Regions from separate parts of the Mus musculus genome. Here regions 1 and 2 are each linked to region 3. A link is a contact called in public Hi-C and promoter capture Hi-C data. All regions are on one chromosome and are shown on one strand. The core of a region is the stretch at or near the end of the contact, and the rest is flanking DNA. Distances in the headings are between cores, read along the strand shown. Region 1 holds the start of Pcif1 (PDX1 C-terminal inhibiting factor 1). Region 2 holds the start of Zfp335os (zinc finger protein 335, opposite strand). Region 3 holds the start of Ube2v1 (ubiquitin-conjugating enzyme E2 variant 1).

The links. Promoter capture Hi-C pulls out the DNA fragments that hold promoters and counts their contacts. A called contact is a pair of places that touch in the nucleus more often than the background predicts.
Region 1: a Hi-C map of uterus shows a contact between it and region 3, with 7 times the contacts expected there. The contact joins the promoter of Pcif1 here to the promoter of Ube2v1 in region 3. A contact is called at or near these places in 1 of 39 promoter capture datasets (pre-B cells) and 1 of 484 Hi-C or Micro-C datasets (uterus).
Region 2: a contact with region 3 is called in a promoter capture Hi-C map of pre-B cells, with 2.5 times the contacts expected there. The contact joins the promoter of Zfp335os here to the promoter of Ube2v1 in region 3.

The regions. Positions count from the first base shown.
Region 1 is chr2:164,876,985-164,881,580 of GRCm38.p6, forward strand. Pcif1 (PDX1 C-terminal inhibiting factor 1) reads left to right here and starts at 2,384. Exons shown (of 17, transcript NM_146129.3): 1 at 2,384-2,505. It overlaps 4930445K14Rik (a long non-coding RNA gene), which reads right to left. Exons shown (of 2, transcript XR_003953757.1): 2 at 1-3,057.
Region 2 is chr2:164,910,139-164,914,782 of GRCm38.p6, forward strand. It overlaps Zfp335os (zinc finger protein 335, opposite strand), which reads left to right and starts at 1,295. Exons shown (of 2, transcript NR_166490.1): 1 at 1,295-1,612. Zfp335 (zinc finger protein 335) reads right to left here and starts at 1,612. Exons shown (of 28, transcript NM_199027.2): 1 at 1,379-1,612; 2 at 484-734. The coding sequence starts at 684.
Region 3 is chr2:167,630,289-167,634,538 of GRCm38.p6, forward strand. It overlaps Ube2v1 (ubiquitin-conjugating enzyme E2 variant 1), which reads right to left and starts at 1,717. Exons shown (of 4, transcript NM_023230.2): 1 at 1,652-1,717. The coding sequence starts at 1,673. Gm31852 (a long non-coding RNA gene) reads left to right here and starts at 2,186. Exons shown (of 3, transcript XR_375265.4): 1 at 2,186-2,545; 2 at 2,848-2,966.

The DNA.
Region 1 (4,596 bases), core at 1,134-3,633, 2.8 Mb before region 3:
TATTTATGTATAATAGTAGATAAATCTTAAAAAAAAAAATCTTGAACATGGTAGGTTTGGCTCGGAAGAAGTCCTGTACAGGACAGGCAAAGGAAGTGGACAAATCCTGTAAGCTCAAAACATGAGAATACAGAAGTGGGAGGATGAATTGGAAGGTGGAAGTCAGGAAGGCTTCCTGGACCTGAAGGGTGAATTATGTAAAGCATGGGGAAATTAGTGACATCCCAGGAATACACAAAGGGGTTCAGGAGGGCAGAGGCAGACAGCATCTTGCTGGATAGATCAAGCTGGTCTTAGAATGGCTCAGTGTCAGGTAGCAAGGCTGTAAAAGCAGGGAGCGACTGTTACAGAAGTAGACTACCACCTGCAGGAGCTTCTGCTTGGTGAGGTGGTAAAGTGGCCTTAGTGCCACCATCCTCCACTTTATGTAGTTGATGCAATGACTTTCTGCAGGCAGGCTTGTCTTTCCTTCTTCAGATGGCATTTCCCTGTTACCCAGGCTCCTCCTTCAGCTTCCCTAGTCTCTGGACCTAGAGACAAGGACCACCATGTCCAGCTCTTGTGCACTGCTCTGGTTTTGCTTGAGAGTTCCACTACATTGTGTAGGCCAGGCTGACTGATGTACGACTTAGCCTCCTCCTGCTTCTGCCTTTCCAGTGCTGTTGGGGGTCTCAGGTGTGCACACTCTTGACTCCATTTGCGTTTGTTTGAAAAAGATCAGGTCTGGAACTCCCTATGGAGCTAGGAGTCCTGCGGGTAAAGGAACTATCGCACCTGGCTAGCTTAAAAACCAAACCAAGGGGCTGGTGAGATGGCTCAGTGGGTAAGAGCACCCGACTGCTCTTCCGAAGGTCAGGAGTTCAGATCCCAGCAACCACATGGTGGCTCACAACCATCCGTAACGAGATCTGGCGCCCTCTTCTGGAGTGTCTGAAGACAGCTTCAGTGTACTTACATATAATAAATAAATCTTTAAAAAAAAAAAAAAAAAAAAAACCAAACCAAAAACCAGAACTGGAACAGGGTCAGAGGTTAGGGAAACACTGAGTTACACCCCTAACCAACTCCCCTTTTAAACTTTCCTTTTTTTTTTTTTTTTTTTTTTTCTTCCCGAGACAGGGTTTCTCTGTGTAGCCCTGGCTGTCCTGGAACTCACTCTGTAGTCCAGGCTGGCCTCGAACTCAGAAATCTGCCTGCCTCTGCCTCCCAAGTTAAACTTTCCTTTTTAAAGCAAGTATCTTGTAGCCCTGCTGACCTCTCAAACTAGTGACCCTTTATCAGTCTCCCAAGATTCGAGATGCATGATGGTGTATGCTTTTAATTTCAGCACCCAGCAGGCAGACAGACTGCTGAGTTCCTGGTCTGCCAGGGTTATATAGCAGAACTATCAAAAAACCAAAAGAACAAAAAAATCCCTAAGATGGACACACCTGGGGTCGATGGTCAGGTGTCTGTGGGCAGACTAGACAAGATCCTCCTCCAACTCTTACTAGTTTATATTGTTGACCATTTTTCCTGACCTCCCAACATTCCAGCTCCAAGTTACTGGGCAGCCAGCGCCGACAGCGTCATAGACCTGAGAGGCTGACCAGCTGGGCCATCTGCTACGCTAGTCCAGCAGCAGGTGGCAAACTTGTCCTCCTTTCAAGTTACCTTAACTGGGCAACAGCTTCCTTAGGAGGCCACAAGTGGGTGGAGCTAGGAGCCTAATTCCGGAAGGGAGCCCGACGATGGCCCCTTGCAGAAGCGTCTCCCACTAAGCTGTGTGCAGCCTTCACAACTTTACAACTGCCCAAAGCCACATCTACCCTATTTGCACTCCTCCAAAAGCTACGACTATTCAAGAGCAATTTGTGAGCAGGTTGCTAACGCGCAAAGGTTCGATTTGCACGTCTTCGTCACCTGGCCTCTAGGCAGAGAGAGTTAACATTCCAGGACCCTTAGAGGGCAGAGGCCCCGAGAGGACACCAGCTGGAAGCGGCAGAGCACTGTGCAGGCCAGGACCCAACGTGCAGGGCCTACGTCACCGCTCCGCCTATGTCGGCAACTGAGCCAGAGCCCCCAGAAGACTCTAGACCAGCTTCGTGCCCCCTAAAGTGTCCTAGATCTTCAGCCCCTGCGAATGCGTTCGGCAGGGAAACTGAGGCAGGGGTGTGCGATAGATTCCTTCCTTCCCACCTACGTTTCAAGAATAGCAACGCTGTTTTTCCCCATCCTCAGGACCACAAGGGACCACCCAGATCAACCGGAAAATGGGGAGTTGGGGGCGGGGGGTGGGGGCGAAAGCCATCAAGGTCTGGGGAGCCAGTCAACGTTGCCACACTCAAGATGGCGGCGCGGCCGTGGCGAGGTCCTTCAGAGGCGGTACCGACGCATGCGCAGCGCGGAGTCCCGGCCCGGGACACAAGATGGCGGCAGCGGCGCTGGGGAGGGCGAGGCGGAGGCGGCAAAACGGGCGGTCGAGCAGAACGTGTGGCCGCATCCCCTCGAGTCCGCTTCGGGCAGGTAAGAGCCCCAGGAAGCCACGGTCCCGCTGCGTGCCGCGCCTGGGTCCGGGAGTCCGAAGCAGGACGGCGGAGGCCCCTCCGGCGCTTCCCGCTCGGGGCTGCCGCTCGCCCGGTCTCTTTCGTCGCCGCCATCTTAGAGCCGCGGGTGGGCAGCAGGACTGCCGGCTGGGGTGAGTGCAGTGGGCCCGGAGAGCCCGGGCGGAGCGGCCTCTAGGGTCCCTTCGCTGCTGCCGCTGCCGCCGTCGCCACCGCCTTTGTGTCGGGCTCCGACTCAGAGTCGCCTCAGCCCGGGGGCGGGAGCGCGCGGCAGGGCGGGGGGCGGAGCCCGGGCGAAGGGCCGGCGCGCGCGCGCCAGACTTCCCGCCCCCGCTGGGCTTGCGGGAGGGGCAGGCGGGAGCGCGCTGGGAGCGGGGTGGGGGAGGGTTCCCGTCTGTGCGCCTGCGTGGCTCCGCCCACCAGAGCCGGGGCGTTATGATTGGTACTCTGGTATGTGATCCCGCCCATGTTCCTCCAATCCCGGAATCGGATGCATTTTCTAGTCCGAGTTCCGCTGCTTGCGCAGATACAGTTGTTTGTCTCTAGACTACGCTGCGCTTCTCCGACTTTGGTATGCGTGGGGGTCCGGAAGGCACAGGCTAAGTGAAAACAGTCACTTAATGGGAGCAGCAGCGAGAGTCCACAGAACGCTAGACTACGGTGCAGGGGTCAGATGGTTCTGACGTAGGTGTCAGGACGGCAGCACGGCCTTGAACTTGGGTCTGGCCAACTTCAGAGCTGGCGTTTTGGCCAGAGACCTGCTGCACCTATCTACGCGAGTTTATCTTATTTTTAAAAGACAGGGTCTCTGTGTAGCCCTGGCTATCCTGTAACTCACTATGTGGAACAGGCTGCCCTCGAATTCACAGAAACCCTGTGTCTTTAGTGCTGGGATTAAAGTCGTCTGTCACTACACCTGGCTCTAATGTGTGTGTATGTGGTACTGGGGATATAACCCTAGGTTTCACATATGCCGGGCAGTCAGTGTACTAAGTAGCTTTATTACCAGCACTTAACAAGTTCCAAGTTAACATTTTCAAGCTGTGTAAAGTGCAAAAGTGTGTCATCTTGTCTCCCAGTCCCATCTGGGGTGCGTTTAAAAATAAAATCTTGTCGAGGGTGAAGGCACAGATCTGAAATTCTAGCACTTAAGAGATGGATGGATGACCAAGGCAGGATAGGATGACTAAGGGCGATAATCTTTAACACTCCGATTCCGGCAGGATCATTAGGAGTTTTACGCCAGTTTCAGCTGTGTGAGACCCTGCCCTAAAGTTACAAATTCTTTGGTAGTTCTACCCCTCCTGCTTCTAACTGCAAATAGGTGTCGTTGGGGTTCAGCTGGTTTGGGATTGCTGTAGTGTCCTGTTTAGGTGGCACGAGGCCGGGCTGCTTCTGCCTTCTCTAACAACTGCATCTACCAGGTGCATCCTTCACATTTTGGGGGACACAAAATTTTCAATAAAGGTGGACAAGATGTGTTATACGTGTTTGCATGTTTTTATTTTTATTTATTTCAAGACAGCCAAAGAAGTGTGTCTTTTCTTAGTTGTGGGTGGCTTGAGATAGTGCCCCAACTTTCCTTACGTTCGCTTTGCACCCTTTGCTTTGGTTTACAGACACTTTGATTGGCAATGTATCAGGGCTCCGTTGTGCAAAATGAAAACATGATTACCATTGGCATATGTCTATATTCCACCTAACGGGAAGGCTGAAACGGAAGGATCTCTTGAGCCCAGTGGTTGAAGAAAGGCAGGGCTAGTTCAGAAAGAGAGCTGATCATGGTGGCTTTCACCTGTAACCCTAACACTTGGGAGGTCGGTCGAAGAAGAGGACAGGTTGGGATTTGGGGTCATATTCAGCTACCAATTTGAGTCCTCATCTCAAGCCAAGAACAGAAAGAGGAAAAAAAAAAAAAAACAAGAAAAGAAAAGAAAGAAAAAGTCAATTCCAGGCTTGCAGATGGAGTTGCTTACTGGAACCCTCCCTACTTAGCACTCTCAGATCTGGCCTTGATAACCAGTAAAGCAAGTCCTGTGGTCCACGCTGTAAC
Region 2 (4,644 bases), core at 45-2,544, 2.7 Mb before region 3:
AATTACTTATGAAGCTACCAGAGATGACTATGTTTCTAATTTTCACTTAACAGAGAAGATGAGGGCTAGAACCTGGGTAACCTGCTCAAATCACAAAGTAATGGGTCAGGAAAACATGGCTCAGTTTCCCCTTACAGCCTAGCACCCATAGAACCCGGCCCTCCCGTTCCATTTGACAGATGGGAAGACTAAGATAACTGAGATGGATCAACATTTGAACCGGGCTCATGGAGCCTGAGGGCTCTGGGTAAGACCATGGATAATTCTGGCTCTGTCGATAGCAAGCACGCTCTGCCTCAGTTTCCCTTTCTGAAGATTCTGGAAACAAGTGGTTTAAGTATGTCTCTTAGCCATGGGACTTGTCAAAACCGACCACAGCAGTTTGGCATGGCATGGCTTGGCGTCTGCCTCAAAAACAGTTATTTTCTACAAGTAGGCTTTGCTGACGGTCCCCCTGCCCACACCATCCACACTGATCCATACCACAGAGTGGTTGCCACCGTCCGAGCTCTGCCCGACGCCAGAGTCGTCAGCCTCCGTTAATCCTGGGACGGTCGCAGCGTCGCTGCTGTCCGCGGACACAGCTTCCGAGGTGCACACACCCAGGCCGCTCTCAGAAGGCTCCTCAGGCTGGCCGGGCCGAGGGGCCGCGTCGCTACTGCTCTCCACCTCGTTCTCCTCCATTGGTTCTGGGGACCGACTGACAGCGAAGCGCGGGGTTTGAGGCTTTCACTCTGCTGGGCGATACGACCATGGTTGCAACAAGTGGTCCACCTTTCGGGCCCGGCCAAGCAGAACCCACCCAGATGCACCGGTGTGCCCATTCTGCAGATGCAAAGACTGAGCATCGGACTAGATGGGACGGGGTTTCCTGGAAAGGGAACCTTCCAGAAAAGAATAGGGACGCCTGGCCTCTCAGGCTAGGACCCTTTGGGAAGAAGGGTGGTCCCGGTGGGTGATCACGGCTCCTTGCTCCTCCCAGAGGCATGAATCGACCCTGGGCGGACACAGCGGCCCGGCGCTCCGGCCCCCGTGTCCCCTCGGATGAGGAGCCGGTGGTACAGCCCGCAGGCCCCCGGGGTCAGTGGTTCACTCCCCCTCCCCGGACTCCCCTGCGGAGGGGGCTGACAGCGACGGTCGCGGGGCCTGGTGTCTCGGGGCTGTCCCCGGCGCTGCCTGAGCTCCAGGCCCGGCGCCATCTTGTGGCGGCGCTGGGTTTCCGCTCAGGCAAATGCGAGAGCGGCTAAAGGGCCTGGGACCCCGGGGCCCTGTTCGGACAGCCCCGCCGGCCCGGGAGTCCGCCACCCGGCAGCCTCGCGGCAGGGCCCCGGTGCACGGCAGTGTGCGGAGGGGCAGCCCGCCTCCGGCTGCCGCTAACCTGAGCCTCTGGCTGCTGTGTCGCTCTCCGACTCCGGCATCGACGAGGTCGCCATCCTCTCACCCCCGTCGCGGAGGAACCCATCGGCCGCCCTCGAACCGGAACTACTTCCGCCGCCGTCCCCCCGGGAGAGAGAGATCTGCGGGGTTTCAGAAGGCCTCTCGGAGGACTCAGAGCCGTCGTCGGGTCCAGGAGGACTCTAGAAGTCACATGCTGCCCGGTGTTAGGGCTGAGGTCAGCTGGGTACGGGGACTACTTTTTCGTGTGGCGGAGGGCTACACGGGAAGTGGCATGACGTCACGCAGGTCCCAGCCCGGACTCGCCGGACAAGGCGCGGCGGAGGCGCCCGGCTCTCGTGGGTGTGGCCCCCAGCGTCTAGCCACACCTCCAGGGGTCGCTTAGAGAACCGTCGCGACCTGGGATGGTTTAGAGGTGTCCAGAGGGGAGGGAACGTCAGTCATTTTCCTGGTTTTTCACCTGTAGCTTAAAGCTCCACTCGAGCCAGATCGGGTTCTCCCGGGTTGGGCTTGCTGTGCCGTAGTACAGATGGCAAAACCGAGGTTTGAGGACAGGAAAGGCTGGTCAGGAATCACAACTAAGGCGACTTGGGGGATCGGGTAATGGCAGAGGTCAGGGATGTTTGAAGAAGAGTTAATGCTTAGGCCACGGTGCACTTCGCAGCTGTATTTCTTACTAGGACTGGAGGGCCAGACACCCAGCTGTCCTCTGATCAGTGTAGGTGTGTTTAGAAGTTGGGGAATTAGCTCAGTGGCAAACACGAGGCCCTGCGTCCTATTCCTAGCATACACACGCGCTCATAGACGCGCATGCACGCACGCAGGCAGTGTTAGGTATTTTTAGAAGTCTACAGTCCTTGGGCCCAGTGTGGTGGTGGCTCATGCTTTTAATCTAGCACTCCGGAGAGGCAGGCTAACCTCACTTGACTTACATAGACCAGCTGGAGCTATGTAGTAAGTTTTTCCCAGAAACCACATGGTAAAAGGAGAGAACCGTCTCTTCCAGGCTGTCCACCCACCTCCACGCGCTCTTAGTGTCATGTGTGCACTTACAGACATAACAATAAATACATGCTTAAAGCCGGGCCCTGGTGCTGCACGCCTTTGAGTCCTAACACTTGGGAGGCAGAGGCAGGCGGATTTCTGTGAGTTTGAGGCCAGTCTGCTCTACATAGTTCCGGAACAGCCAGGTCTACATAGCGAGACCATATCTCAAAACAGAAAAGAGAAGAGAAGAAGAAAAGAAAAAAAAAAGAGAGAAAGAAAAGGAAATGGAAAGAGCCAGGGAGTGGTGGCACACACCTTTAAACCCAGAAATGGAAAGGCAGAAACGGGTGGATCTCTGTGAGTTCAAAGCCAGCCTGGTCTACAGAGTTAGTTTCAGGACACAAAAACCGTGTACTAAAAAAAAAAAAAAAAAAAAAAAAAGCGGGGCGGTGATGGCACACTCCTTTAATCCCAGCACTTGGGAGGCAGAGGCAGGCGGATTTCTGAGTTCGAGGCCAGCCTGATCTACTGAGTGAGTTCCAGGACAGCCAGGGCTACACAGAGAAACCCTGTCTCAAAAAATAAACAAACAAAAAAAAAAGAGGAGAAGAAAAATGAATTCAGTGAAAAGGACAAGTGGCTTTGAGTTATCACTAGCACCTGGACACAAGGGCTCCTACGCTCTTGTCACAGAAAGTTCTCCCTTCCTCGTGTTTCCTCTTTGATAGAAATAGACCAAGAGGCCTGTGGAGGAGGCCCATCCTCACTGTACCTCCTTCCCACCCAGCATTATCAGGCCTCTAGAACAATCCTTGAGACCTACATTTGGGCTAGCTTCATGGCGGGTTGGTTTTAACAACTTCTTTATATCCTTCCTGTATCCTACTGGATGCCTTCTGTCTCTTGACAAGGTCACTTAGGCCAGGACATCCAGGGGTGGTCGCACTGAGCTCATAGCCATCACATCTTCAGCCAGCCCAGCTGAAGTCCAGCCCTAACCAGGGGACAGGATTCCAGAAGATCCTGGTCTAGAGAGACACTAGCAGCTTCACCATAGAACAGAAAGGGGCGGGGCCAAGAGAGGCAGCTGTGGCTCAGGTTCTCAGGGCTGCTGGTTTTGTTTGCTCACCCTCTGCTTCCTGCCTCTGTTGGCTTGGGTTTGGGGAACTGCATGAGAGTTGGCTCAGTGACTATGACATAGACTCTTCCTGCAGAAGGAGCAAGTTTAGTTCCCAGCAGCCACTTCTGATGGCTACAGCTAACCAATAACTCCAGCTCCAGGGGCATCCTCTTCTGGCCCTTCTTGGACAACTGCAGTCACTTGTACATACCTCTACACAGACATGCATGCACATAATAAGTGTTAAATAATGGAGATAAAACAAAAAGGTATGTGCACATAGACACCTACACCCTGGGTCTATTGAGACCTAGGTTGGCCTTGAACTTGCTGCTTAGCCAAGGCTGACCATGACCTCCGAATACTCCTGCCTCTACCTCCCAAGGGCCTGAATTGTAGGTATGAGCCACTAAGGCCAGTTCAAACCCTGGTTTTCTCACTGCCAATCAAGGGTTCTCAGCAGAACATGTTGTCAGAAAAAATTCTGCAAGTGGAGAAGACAGCTGCTCTCACCTAAAGGACATTAGAGTGGACAGTTGAGAAAACAGAAGCCAAGAAGGAAGAGGAGGAACCGTACCAGGTGCTGTAGGGATGTGTCAGTGTCATTTTAAACAGTCTCACTGTGTAACCCACACTCCTGCTTCTCCCTCCTGAGCATCAGAATTACAGATGCATCTCACCGGGCCCCGCACTTCATAGCATCTGAAGTGAGAATGGCTCCTGTAGGCTCCTATATCTGAATGCTTGGTTCCCAGCTGGTGGAATTGGTTTGGGAGGGATTAGGGGTTATGGCCTATTTGGAAGAGGCGTGTCATTGAGAGGTGGGCTTCGAGGTTTCAAAAGCTCAGCCCATTTAGTTAGCTCTTTCTGCCTTTGACTAGTGGATCCGGATGGAAGTTCTTAGCTATGGGGCCAGCTTCATGCCTCCCTGCCTGCTGCCATGCTCCTGGGCAGCATGACCATGGACTCTTACCCTCTGGAACCATGAATCAGAATAATTTTTTTCCCTTATAAGTTGCCTTGGTCATGGGGTCTCTAAACAGCAATAGAAATGTATCTAAGGCAGAAGCAGGTGGATTTCTGAGTTCGCGGCCAGCCTGGTCTACAAAGTGAGTTCCAAGACAGCCAGGGCTACACAGAAA
Region 3 (4,250 bases), core at 467-2,966:
CAGATCACTCTAGCACTGAGCCTCACCCAGCCCAAACTCTTCTGGATTCTGTACACAGCAGCTGCTGCTGAGCTGCTGTTTCTATCTGCACTCCTGAGGCACGGGCAGGGCCTCAGAAGTTAGAAGTGGCTGTCAAACCGGATCCTGAGATGTCCTAAAGCAAGGACAAGCAGTGCTGACTGGTAGGGCCACCCCAGTACTGGCTGCCTGGCACCTCTCTGCGAGATACCCTGCATCCCACCCCAGTACAGCCTGTGGCAGACTGGGTCTTCCCAAGTGCCCACCGCCATGTGTTTGTCAGGAAATGGACTGACTTGGCTCCGCAGTCTTCTCCAGGACACACCAGGCACTGTGTGGTGGGTCACTGCAGGCAGCACCTCTCTGCTTCCCACCCCACAACATCTCCTCTGGTGGCCTCACAGCCCCAAAACACCAGTGCCTAGGCTGGTGGCCTGTCCTTACCCCTTGCTCACCTCCACCAACAGACTCCCGAGGATATAGCCCCACACCAGAAGGGAGCACCCACTCTCTCCTGAATCCTTCATTGGAAAAGCAGACTCCCATGCCTTCCCAGACCCCGGGGGATCTCCTTCACCAAACCCACTCCACCTTCTCTAGCCTGCCAGAGTCCATGGCTCATAATCAAGTACAGGTTGCCGGTTCTAAGGCAGCAGACCCTTCGGGTCTCCCCATCTGGCCTTCTCTTCTTAGCCCATCAGAGACCGACAAGAGCTTCTCCCCTAAGAGCATCCCCTTTACCCTCTTGCTATCCCTTCCATTTGATCCAAGGGCTCTCATTTCACTGCTCCTCTCCTACCCATCCAGATAATGGAGAGTTTCTGAGTTGAACCCACATATTTTCCCCCAATTCGCAGAAGGATTAGGAGTGACAGGCACTTCCTCCATCCGCTCCCCGCAGGAAGAGGTTTTTCTTCTCTAAAAGCAGCATCTGCGGGACTGCACCCCATCCCATTCTCCCCACTGCAGGAGCCTTCCCAATGGCGACACGCCCCAACAGACCCCACCCCACCCCCCGACACACACACCAGGGCTTCCTAGGCACCTGCTCGTGCCCATCCAACGCGGCGCTCGGCTCCCAGCGCGCCTTCTGAAACCTATCCCTGGTCTCTGCAACCCAGGCCTGCTCCCACGGCAGAACGCCCGGGCTCAGCCCGTGCAGGTGCCCGGATTTCCCTGGGAAGCGACCACCACGATGAGAGCAGCCCCGACCCTAAATTGACGCGGGGCCCCGGCGGCCTCGCCTGCGGCCCGCGAGGCTCCGTGCGTGTTCCCTAGGGTTGCGCCCGCGTACCCCCGCCGGGCATTCCCGGCTCCCAGTCGCCCGGGCCAGCTCCCAGCGGGACCTCGCCCGGGCATTCCCGAGCACACTCGGCCCCTCTGCCGGCCTCTCCCCCACCCCCCGCCCCCCGGAGGCGCCCGAGCCTCCGGCTTGGCCGCACCGCCCACGGCCCGGCTGCCCCCGCCCGGGCTTCCGGCCGCCGCCTGATGGTCCCAGGCCCGGCCGAGCAGCCAAACGCAGCCGCAGGGACAGCGCGGAGCCCTGTCCCGGCCACCATGGCCTCCGCTAGACCGGGACCAAGCCCAGGGAGCCCGCGCCCCGTCCGCCAGCACGCCCGGCGCCCCCGCTCACCCGAGCCTGTGGTGGCTGCCATCTTGCGTCGCTGTCGCTCGAAGGCCGGCCCCTTCTTCACCCCCCCTTGAGTTTTTCTCCGGGCGCTAGTGCGCAGGCGCAGGTGTAGGCGCAGCCGCAAACGGTGCCGCTGACGCCCGCTCGGGGTCGCAGGAGCCGGGCGGGAAGGGCTTTGCCCGAGTCTTCAGTGAGCGAGCATGAGGGCGGGGCAACCTGCAAGCCCCGCCCAGCCCGAGCGCGGGGGAGGCGTGCAGGTGCTCGGCTCGAGGGCCCCGGGGTGACCGTGCGCTTCCGGGAGAATAGAATGGGGGGGAAGGGCTGTGGAGCCCCGCGCCTGTTCCCAGGCTGTTTCCGTCCCCCTGTGTCCTCACCACGTAGCGAAAATGAAACCGCGAGAGATGAAGTTCAACTCAACTGCTAAGTAGCTGAGTCAGAATTTGACCCCAAGCCAGATGATCTTTGTTATGGGGTATATGGAGAAAAATAACACCGAAAGGCCTGAATGCGTCAAATTGTGGGCCAGTACAATCTTGTTTCCGGCACTGTTGCTGTTCTGGGGCCTGAAGCATGTAGGGACAAGGTGCAGCTAGGGGCTTGAGAACCACCAACCTTGAGACATGCATTCTGCTTGTTTGTTTGTTTGTTTGTTTGTTTAGGGGTTTTGTTCGAGACATGCTCTCAACTCAGCTGTCCAAGAGCCCACTATACAGAGGATGACCTTGGCTGTCTGATTCTTCGGCTTCTGCCTCATGCTGGGGTTGCAGGCTTGTGTTTTAGAGTTCTTCTTAGAGATGGAATTATGTGGGAGAACTGTGCTTGGTGCCGGACATGGCAATGTCTCCACGAAATGAGATTCTCTTCTCAATTGCTACATTCTAGTTGGACAGAGAACAAGTAAGCCAATATAAATAGATAAATATACATTTTACCTATGATAAGATAGGGGACAAACCTATAAAGGGCACCAGGAAGAATCAGAAAAGGCCTCCTGCAAAGGTCTGAAGACACTTGTCTGCATATAGAGTAAACCCATCACAAAGCCACCTTTGATGTGAAACCCTTAAGGGGACTTGGAAATCGAGGATGAAGTAGCCAGATAGGCTGCAGATTATACTGCTAAGAGGGACAGCAGAGGGGCAAGGAAGCTGGAGACATTCCTGGAACATTCCATTTGTCATCTGTTTGGTGTATTCTAGGTAGCTCCACTGCATTTCCTCTTGAGGAAGTACGTGGTAAGCTCAGAACTACCGTCCTGCAGAAGATGCACACCAGCCTAGGAGTCTGTCCCACAGAACAGAGGGAACCAGGTCTCTAGGTAAACTGGGAAGGGTGAGTGCACAATACACTGAGGCTCTGCTCCCGGGGCTGGGGCTATGCTGGGGGCCGTGACGTGTCTGTGGCCTTGTATTTATGAAGGCTTTCCCTGTTTCCCAATATTGTACCTGCTTGCCGAAGTGTCTGCAGGTTTGAGTCCACAATACTACGACAGCCTCACTCTAGCCTTGACCTTATGACACATGCAGGGCCTCTCTAGCGTGTCTCTGCCTCTTCTCGAGGCTGCTGGAACCTCACATGGTCTCCCTGTCCTCAGAGCCTTTGGGCTCTCCTATTGTAATCGTCTCTGGAGGCTCTTGAGATGCCAGGAGTTCCAGCTGCTTGCCATATAGCTTGCCTTTGCTTCACATGTCACATGACACAAAGCGTCCTTTGGACGCACAGACAACATTCGCTCCGGGTTTCGAGCCACTCTAAAGCACTGGGACCTAGAGCAAGCATTTGTCTCTGGAGGCTGACTCACTTCAGAAGTGAGAGTCTCTAGATTTGGGTCTTCATTGTGAATCTTTTTGGGTGGCTTCTGCTGAGAGGTTTGTAAAGATAGCACCCCTGTAATTGCAGCAGTAGGGAGGCTGAGGCTGGAGGCTGGAGAGTTGGGGCCTGCCTAGAATACATGGTCAAGACGCTGACTCTAACAACAAAGTACACCCCCAGAGGTTTGAAGCACCTAGTATCTGGTTCAACATTCTGAAAAGGGGCTAGTCTCACTCTATGCTTTGATAAATACCCTGGACGATGAGAGGATGCGGGTGCGGCAGGAAATCTGGCATTTGCTAAGCCACGTATAAATGCCAGGCACTGCTAAGAATGGTTCCATTTTAAAGATGAGGAAAAGGAGGCTGGGGGCTCGAGAGATGTCTCGACAGTTTCAAGCATTTATTGCTCTTGCTAAGCACCCAGGTTCAATTCCCAGCACCGATACAACTGCTGTTCTGACCTCTTAGACATCAGGCACGCATGTATCCATGCGTACAGCAAACCTTCATAAACATAGCAGTAAAAAAAAAAAAATCTTTGATAGGAAATTCCAGGCCAGGGCGAAGGAAGGATTCTGTCTCAGAAAAGACAGGAAAGGAAGGTGAGAAAACAGGATCTGGGCCAATAGGTGAAGTGACGGCCAAAACACAACTCTTTATCCTCTATGCTCATAAAATTTCTGCCAGCAGATGCATCTTGCAAGCAAAAGTGATCTTGCAAATTCCCACGAGAACAACGTAAGAGGAAGGGGGGGGGAGGGAAAGAGCGCCCCGGGGCATGCTGGTTA